2 separate regions of the Mus musculus genome follow, and region 2 is linked to region 1. Evidence: chromatin contacts called from public promoter capture Hi-C data. All regions are on one chromosome and are shown on one strand. Each heading gives the region's core, a stretch centred on a gene start, on an enhancer-like site or on the middle of the called end of the contact. The rest is flanking DNA. Distances are from core to core; before and after follow the strand shown.

Region 1 (3,616 bases), core at 176-2,675:
AAGGCTCTGGTGTGATGGACTGAGAACCTCATGGCCTCAGGTGGCTGGGTGGGACCCGACATTGTTTCCTTGTGAAACAGCACATGCCATGTGGAAGTTTAAAAGTTACAACACATGTGCAGACCCAAGACACTCAGATATGGCTCGACTCTTGGTCTGTTTCTTCTCTCCTCCCTACCCTCCTTGGAACTGAAGTCAGGCCACTGAGCTATCCCCCAACCTCTCTCTGTCTTCTTTCATCCCTGGGGACGGTGTGCATTTCATAGCTTTTGATATAGCCTTGGTCTTGTAAGCCCTTCCTCTGGACTGTGTTCAGATTTGTGAAAATATTTTAAAATATTTGAGAGAGTTGTACAGAGGTTGAACCATCACCTAATGTTTTGAAATGAATGTACAATTGAAACAAAAGTGGTGGTACATTCCTATAATCCCAGAACTGGGGAGGTAGACTCGGGAGGATCAGGAGTTCAAACTCATTGTTTTCTAGGTTGCAACTTTGAGGCTAGCACAAACAGAACTGTAACCAAGACAAATGGATTTCCTCCTGCTTGCTTCCAGGTACCTGCCAGGGCAGGGAAATTCCTCTTCCTGTAGGACTGTGATGGTTCCAGCCTCATGTGATGGTTCCTGGCTGAAATGCAGTCAGGTTTTAAAGGGGCTTGTTTGTGTTTGTAAATTTTCGGGGTCTGACAACTCCTAGAATAAACCCAAATCATCCCAAGTACCCTTTGTATGGATCCAACAAACACTCATGTCTCTGCTTTTTGAGGCTTAGGAAACGAGTGCAGGTGAGTTCAGGAAGGGAAATGCAGCACAATGACCTGGCCTGATAGAAGACATCCTCCATAGACATCTGGCTTAACTCTGCTCAGCTCTAGCTGACTTCTACCTCCTGAATTATACTTTTTCATAGATTGTGTCTCTGTAATTTTTGCTACTTAAAAAGGTAAAATGTGCATAAAGCCAGGTGTGGTGGCACACACCTTTAATACATAGGTGGATCTCTGTATCTCAGGCTAGAGAAAGATGCTGTCTAGTGAGGCCTCTTCTAGTTCCTAAGCGAGACCATCACACAACTTTCAAAACACACTGATGATGAACCCTGTCTTGTCACCTCCTGAGCCTGCTGGGCGTTGTATACTGAAATATTAAAGTGAAGACAAAAGTTGGCGAACTACAGCGCTAGGCACTAAGCGCAATGAAACAGTGATCAGAAAAGCCCGTTTGACAGGTGACAGGCTAAGGCTATACCGGGAGGGCATTCCAAGGTCAATGATCTGTAACCTGCGCTCACGTGTACCCCTAAATACTCCCGTGGGCTGTTAAGACTCCCCCAGCTGCTGGACAGGGGCGTCCCATCGATGCGCTCCGCCGCTCGGCTCCCCACGCCTGGATCAGCCCCATGCGCTGCTTTCCCCCTCCCTCCCACTTCCCACTTCCAAGATGGCCGCGGGCGGAGCCGACCAGGTAAGGGGCCTCCGCCAGGCGTCTGCGGTGCCGGTATGGACACTGTGACTCTCTCGGAACTTTCCTTGCAGCCCTTCCTGGGCCTGAGGACAGAAAAGGGCCAGGGACACAACTCCCGAAACCCAGGACGGATACTTGGCAGGCCGGAGGAGCAGCGGTAGTAAATAGCAGGCTCCTAAGCTCTACGGAGCTGCGGCGGGGGGCGAGAGCCCTGGCGGAAGAGCAGTGGAAGCTTAGCGGGGGCGTGGCTAGGGAGCGTGAGGGCGGCGATAGGGAGCGCGGGGCGTGGTAACGCTCCTGTCCCCCGGAGTGTGACTAGGGACGAGCGTGGGGTGTGGCTAGTGAGCTCTCGGGGGCGTGGCTCTGGAGTGCGGGGCGTGGCGGTACGCCTGAGGCCCTGGGAGCGAGCGATTTGCGTTGGGTGTTGGGCTAAAGAGGCTCAGCGGAAGGGAAGAGAAGCAGCCTTGTGGGGGCGTGGCTGCGTGGCGTGGGCGTGGCGGGGGTGGGGTCTGGCGCTGGCTGCTTTTAGCCGCGGGCGGCCGGCAAGCACCTGCTGAGGCTGGGCATCTGCGGAGTCTACGCTCTTAGCCCAGCGAGTTGCGGGCCCCACGGGGCCTGGGCTGCGGGCCACGGGCCGGGGAGATGGCGTTGGAGCTGCGGTAGCTCGGGTACTGAGGGGGCTCTGCAGGGTCAAGCTGAGAGGTTGCGGATGGCTGACCGCTGCCACCTGCTGCTGCGTCGGCCAGGCAGGGAGGTCTGAGAGGGCGGCTGGGAGGGCTGGGGTCCGGCTGACGTGCGACTGCCCTCGGCCAGCGCTTGTCGCGACGTGCGCCTTTTCCAGAACTTGGTGAAAAGTTTTCTCCTCAGATGTGGTGCTGCGAGCTGTAGAGGTGTCTGCTCTGTGCGCCCTGAGCCAGCGTCCTCAGACCCCTGTCCTGTTCACATCTCTGCCTTTACTCCTTTTCAGACCCTGAGGTATTCAGATCTCTGTCCTTCTCAAACCCCTCTCCTGTTCAGATCCTGGTGCTCCTCAGACCCCTGGCCTCTTCAGATATGGTCCTCAGACCCCTGATGTGTCTCGGATCTCCATCCCCCTAAGACGTTTTTTCCCAAATCTTGCTAAAGTTTTCTCAGACCGGAGGCTACGATTGGCTCGTCCAACTTTCACGGGGCTGTGGGCTACCAACCGAGTTTGCTCTGAGGATCTGAGCCTGTATCTTCCTCAGATCTCTGACCTGTTCAGACCTCTGTCCCCTTCAGTCCTTCCTCCTCAACCCTTTGTGGTGTGTTCAAATCTTCTTCCTCCCCATGCCCAGTTCTTCTCAGACTGCCAAACCTCTTAAATCTCCTGACCCACTGGGTCCTCTCTGACCTTGGGCCTCCTTATCCTGGTCCTGGACTGCAGAAGGTCCTTCAGGAAGGGACTGTAGACCCCGCTCTACTCAGACTCATTTCCTGGGTTATGTCCTCCTCAGATCTTCTACTCTCTGGCTGTAGGACCCGTTTTATCTCTAGAGACCCTCACAGTACTGGGCATATTGGTAGGCTAGAGGAACAACCTGACCTCTGCCCCAAGCCCTACTCAGGATCTTGTCACCCCTTCTGGGGCTTGGCTAGATTTCCAGAGGGTGCTAACCAGCACAGACTCCTGATGGAGCCCCAGTGAGGCTGAGAATGTCAGAGATACCATCTGACCAGGCCTAGTGAAACTTGAAACTGCCTCTCTCTGAAAGTAACATAGATAGGATCTTTATCTTCCAGGAGGAATTATAAGATTTGCTCTGTAGGAGTCTGTGTGCACTATTGCAGTTTGTCATTTCTGGAGGTTCTGGCTATTCTATGAGTATTTCATGTCCTCTGACTGAGGAGGGAGTCCTGGTGTTTGGGGGCAGACTTTGGGAGGCTGGGTTGCCTGTGGCTGTTGGCAGATCTGCTAAAAGGACTTAGCTAAATTTTGTATCAGTCTTGGCACACTTACGTGCCAGTGCCAAACTAAGACTCAAGTTTGGTGCTGCCTCCCCGTCTTCCAGCTCTTAACACCTTTGTGTTACAAAGCCCAGGCAGTTACTCTGTGCACACAGGGCTTCTTCCTGCTGCTAGCATCTCTCCTCACACATGCTCTGCTTGCTCTGTTGTGTGGGTTTGACCC
Region 2 (3,959 bases), core at 589-3,088, 410 kb before region 1:
GTCAGAGGAGGGAGAAGTTCTGGTTGTCACATAATAAAGTGGCCCTGTGCTTGTGGTGGTGTGCTGGGAATCTCAAAAATAGAAGGAAAACTTCACAGAGATGACAAATGCTTGAGCTATGTTTACCCTGATTTAAATCTCTCTCTCTCTCTCTCTCTCTCTCTCTCTCTCTCTCTCTCTGTGTGTGTGTGTGTGTGTGTGTGTGTGTGTGTGTGTGTGTGCTCCTCAAACAGTACTCCACATACCTGTATAACTTTCATGTATCAATTAAACTACATTTACATTAGCAGTAGCAGACGCTGACATTTGTCCCTAGCTGTGAAGTGTTTGGAGGAGGAGGAGCCTTTAATGGGTGGTTAGGCCATGAAGGGTGTTGATGTCTTTTGGAGGGGTGCATTAATTACTGTCATCTAATTAGTTACAAAGAGTGGCGCCTTATGTTTTCTACTCTTCTGGTGCCACCCACCTTTCTCTCTGTTTTCCTGCACACGTTGATGCAGGACAAGGCCCTTGCCATGTGCTGCCTGGTCCTGGCTTCTCCCACCCCCCAGAACAATGAACCAAATAAACTTCTTTCCTTTGCAAATTACCTAGTCCCAGATATTCTGTCATAGCAACAGAAAATGCATTAAGACAATTAGTTACCATGGAAATGTGAATTGCTATGGCAGAGGCCACGTTTCCTTTTCCATATTGGGAGAAGTTTTTTTTTTTTTTTTTTTAATGTAACCCCTCCAGCAGCTCTAGCAACTTGTTTTGGTAAGGCAAGGCTATAGTTCTGAAAAAGCCACTGCCATCTGGTGCTCCTGCTTCTTGAACTTGCCCCACCTCGCCCCGAAACAGCCACCCCACACTTAGGGGGTGAACCTGAAAATCTCTGCTTCTGAAAGGGCCCCAGATGGAGGCAGGACAGAGTCACTCTGCTGGGATAAGCTTCCTTCCTCTGTGAGCCTAGCTGGGGTACTTGAGATTAGACCCTGAGCAGGTGCAGAATCAAAGTATTTGGTTGTAGTGGTTCAGTGAGCAACCTCCTCCTGATAAGATGGTGATGCTGTCTCTGTCAGCCTGACCTGTTGGTGCAGATCACCGGGGCAGGTGCAGTGAGATGTGCGGTTCAGGAAAGGAAGGAGCACGGAAACAAGACTGTAGTTTTGATCTCCAAACCACACCTCTCAGACACTCCTGAGGAAAAAAAAAAAAAAAAAAAAAAAAAAAAAGGAGGGGGGAGGGGCTTCCAACTGCCTGAGCCTGGCATTATCGTCTGGCTAATCTTTAAAGAGTGCTGAACTGCTTTTGGGTTTGGGTTTTGATCATTTAAGGCAGTACTTGGTAGCACGTGCACACACACTTTTTGTACTCGCTGCTACACTGGGGAGTCCTCTGTGTATCTCAATGCGTCGGAATTAGGGCGCCTGGCACGAAGTGCGCGACCTTAGTCAGTATTGTAATAGCCGGTCTGAAGTCTGAAGATGGGGCCTCACGATGCAGAGGCGGGCCAAAGGTGGCGCGAGACTTGTTCCTGGGTCCAACCACCTGTTAAGCAGCAGGCTTACAAGCTTGGGTCAGGAAAGAGATGTCCTGGAGGCGGGGCGGCGAGGGGGCAGGGCCGGGGCCGAGTCCACTCGGAAACTTAAGCTGTGGGCCGGCCAGACCCGCCCTCTCGCCGCCATCTGTCCTCCTGGCGACCCAAGAGAGCAAGTCGCTGCAAGGCGAGGCGCTCCGTGATTCGCGACAGCACATAGTGATTGGCAGGCTTGCCGGCGACTTAACGAGCCGAGTCTCCCTGGGTCGCAGCAGGAATGGAGGGTGGCAGAGGCCCCGCCCAGGCCCCGCCCCCTTTCCCGGGGCCGCGCTGAATGTAGGGCCGCGCGCTCCGCCTGCTCAGCTGGCCGCTGCAATCTCCGCGGTTTCGGAGCAACTTCGCGGCGGGCTGGGAGGCCCAGCACTGCGGCCGGTAAGTTCTTCAGGGTCGTTGTGCCATGGCCTTGGCCTTGGCGTTGGGCGCGCAGTGTCAGGGAGGGTTTCGGAGCGCTGGGTGGCGCTGCTCTCCCGGCCTCAGTTTCCCCTGATGGGTGGCAGAGCCCCAAGTCCACTCCAAGTTGCTAGAAGTTGGAGGCCAGGACTCTCGCTGCTCCACGGAGCCCGAGGCGTCTACTGCCCCAACTGGGCCAGTTGTGCCCAAGCCGTGCGCCTCTCACTCAGCCCTGGAGTCCCGGCACTCCCGCAAATCTCCCTGCATGACCGCGCTGCGGATGGGGACAGCGTGTCGGAGAGGCTGCCCACGCTCCAGAGCTGCCCCATCAAGACCTACATCCCTGGACTCCCTACCCAGGACCATGAAGGACCTGATTCCTGGGGCGCGTGGGGGCTCAGCCCACCCAGGAGCCGTGTGTCTGTTTCTTTCTCTTTCCTGGTCCTCAGAAAAGGAGGTAGGAACCCTTGGGACCCGCCCATAGTTACCCACCCTATTAGGTACCTGCTGGCCATTGTGTGACCCCAGCTCTGGTATGCACCGCACCTAGAGGAACTTAGGTTCTGGTCAGATGAACTGGAAGCCTTCTGGAAAATCTGATCCTGCACTTTTGGGTGTGATGGAGCTGCGTCCTTTCAACGTATTTTGTTAGTTATCTTTATATGAGAGTCCAATAAAACAGCGTTTTAGTTTCTTGGAACTATCTCCCTGACACTGTCACCCTCCACCGTGTACTCGGGCCCCTAGTCCTAGGGGTAGGACTTACAGTTTCCATTGGACACAGAGGCTCAGTAGATTTGGGGCCTGGACAGGACCACACACCTAATGGACAGAGCTAATGAACCTCTACCCCCTCCTCCCACCTCCAATTCCCTCCCCCTCCCCCAGGCAAGCAGGTGCAGCCCTTCCTCTGTCACCTTGGACAAAGACCCCAGGTGGTTGGCTGGGACTTTCCTCTCTAGAATCCAACCCTCACTCGGACCCATGTCCTAGGCTCTTGAAGGCCATGGCGATCACAGGGGCTACCTCCCCAGTTCCCTCACCTGTTGACCTATGTCTCTCTGGTGCTGATGCCATTCGCAGGTACTTTTTCATCTAACTAGGAATCTAGAGAGAGTTTATGTTCCAATTTCTTCCTGAATGTTCCTTGGACCTCCTCAGATACAGGCAGGATTGGGTAGAGATGCCCCTCGCCTTCTTTCCCAGGTACAAGCGTGTAGAACACCCCAGTGCCAGCCTCCCTTATGCCTTCAGAAGGTTTGGGGTTGGTCGCATAGGAGACCTAGTTCAATCTTGGCCCCGAAACACTACACAGATGCCAGACGTGTCCTTGTCCCTGGTGGTGATGCAGTGGCAATGGATAGGAGCGCTGTTCTCTCCAAGGTACCCTTTCTCCCACCTTTCTTACGTTAGAAAGGAGGTTAAAGCCCCCAGCCACATGCCAAGCCACTTCTGAGTCCCCACTTCTTAGTTCTTACTGAGTCCAGTTCCAATCTTTCTGGCGTCCTGTCTGCCCCAGCGCTTGCCCTGTTGTAGGCCTCTCATTCTGCCTGGATGGCTCCCATGCTCCTCTCTGGTCTTCTGTAGCTCCAGCCACCCTCAACGGTTCTTACATTCCTCTGACCTATGGGTCAGACTCATCTCCTAGCCTGGTATTTCTTCTGGCTACAGGGGACTGATGTCTGCCTAACTATCTACCCCTTCCTCCAGGGTATGGGCGCATCTAATGTTGAAAAAAAAAAATCTTCCTTCCTCTTCTGATTGTCCTGAAGGCTCGGCCAGACCTCTGCAAAGTCCATAACCTGGGAAAACCATTAAATGAGAAGCATGCCTCTGCCCAGTCCATTCCCATGGCTTTTCCATCTTGGACTGTCTAACCAGATATCACCTTCCCACCAAGTCAGATGCTCAAACATTAGCCCTGGAGCATCTTCTGCTGGACAGGGAGGCTCAGTGCCCCACACTGGGGGCTCATAGGCCCACACAG

What was found. Capture Hi-C pulls out chosen DNA fragments and counts their contacts.
Region 2: a promoter capture Hi-C map of liver shows a contact between it and region 1. The contact joins the promoter of Wfs1 here to the promoter of Tbc1d14 in region 1. A contact is called at or near these places in 2 of 39 promoter capture datasets (both in liver), 1 of 484 Hi-C or Micro-C datasets (uterus), 2 of 115 datasets of contacts at active chromatin or transcription factors (memory CD8 T cells and microglia) and 2 of 9 other capture datasets (adipose tissue and liver).

Annotation. Positions count from the first base shown.
Region 1 is chr5:36,580,206-36,583,821 of GRCm38.p6, reverse strand. Tbc1d14 (TBC1 domain family, member 14) reads left to right here and starts at 1,425. Exons shown (of 14, transcript NM_133910.3): 1 at 1,425-1,467.
Region 2 is chr5:36,986,861-36,990,819 of GRCm38.p6, reverse strand. Wfs1 (wolframin ER transmembrane glycoprotein) reads left to right here and starts at 1,838. Exons shown (of 8, transcript NM_011716.2): 1 at 1,838-1,954.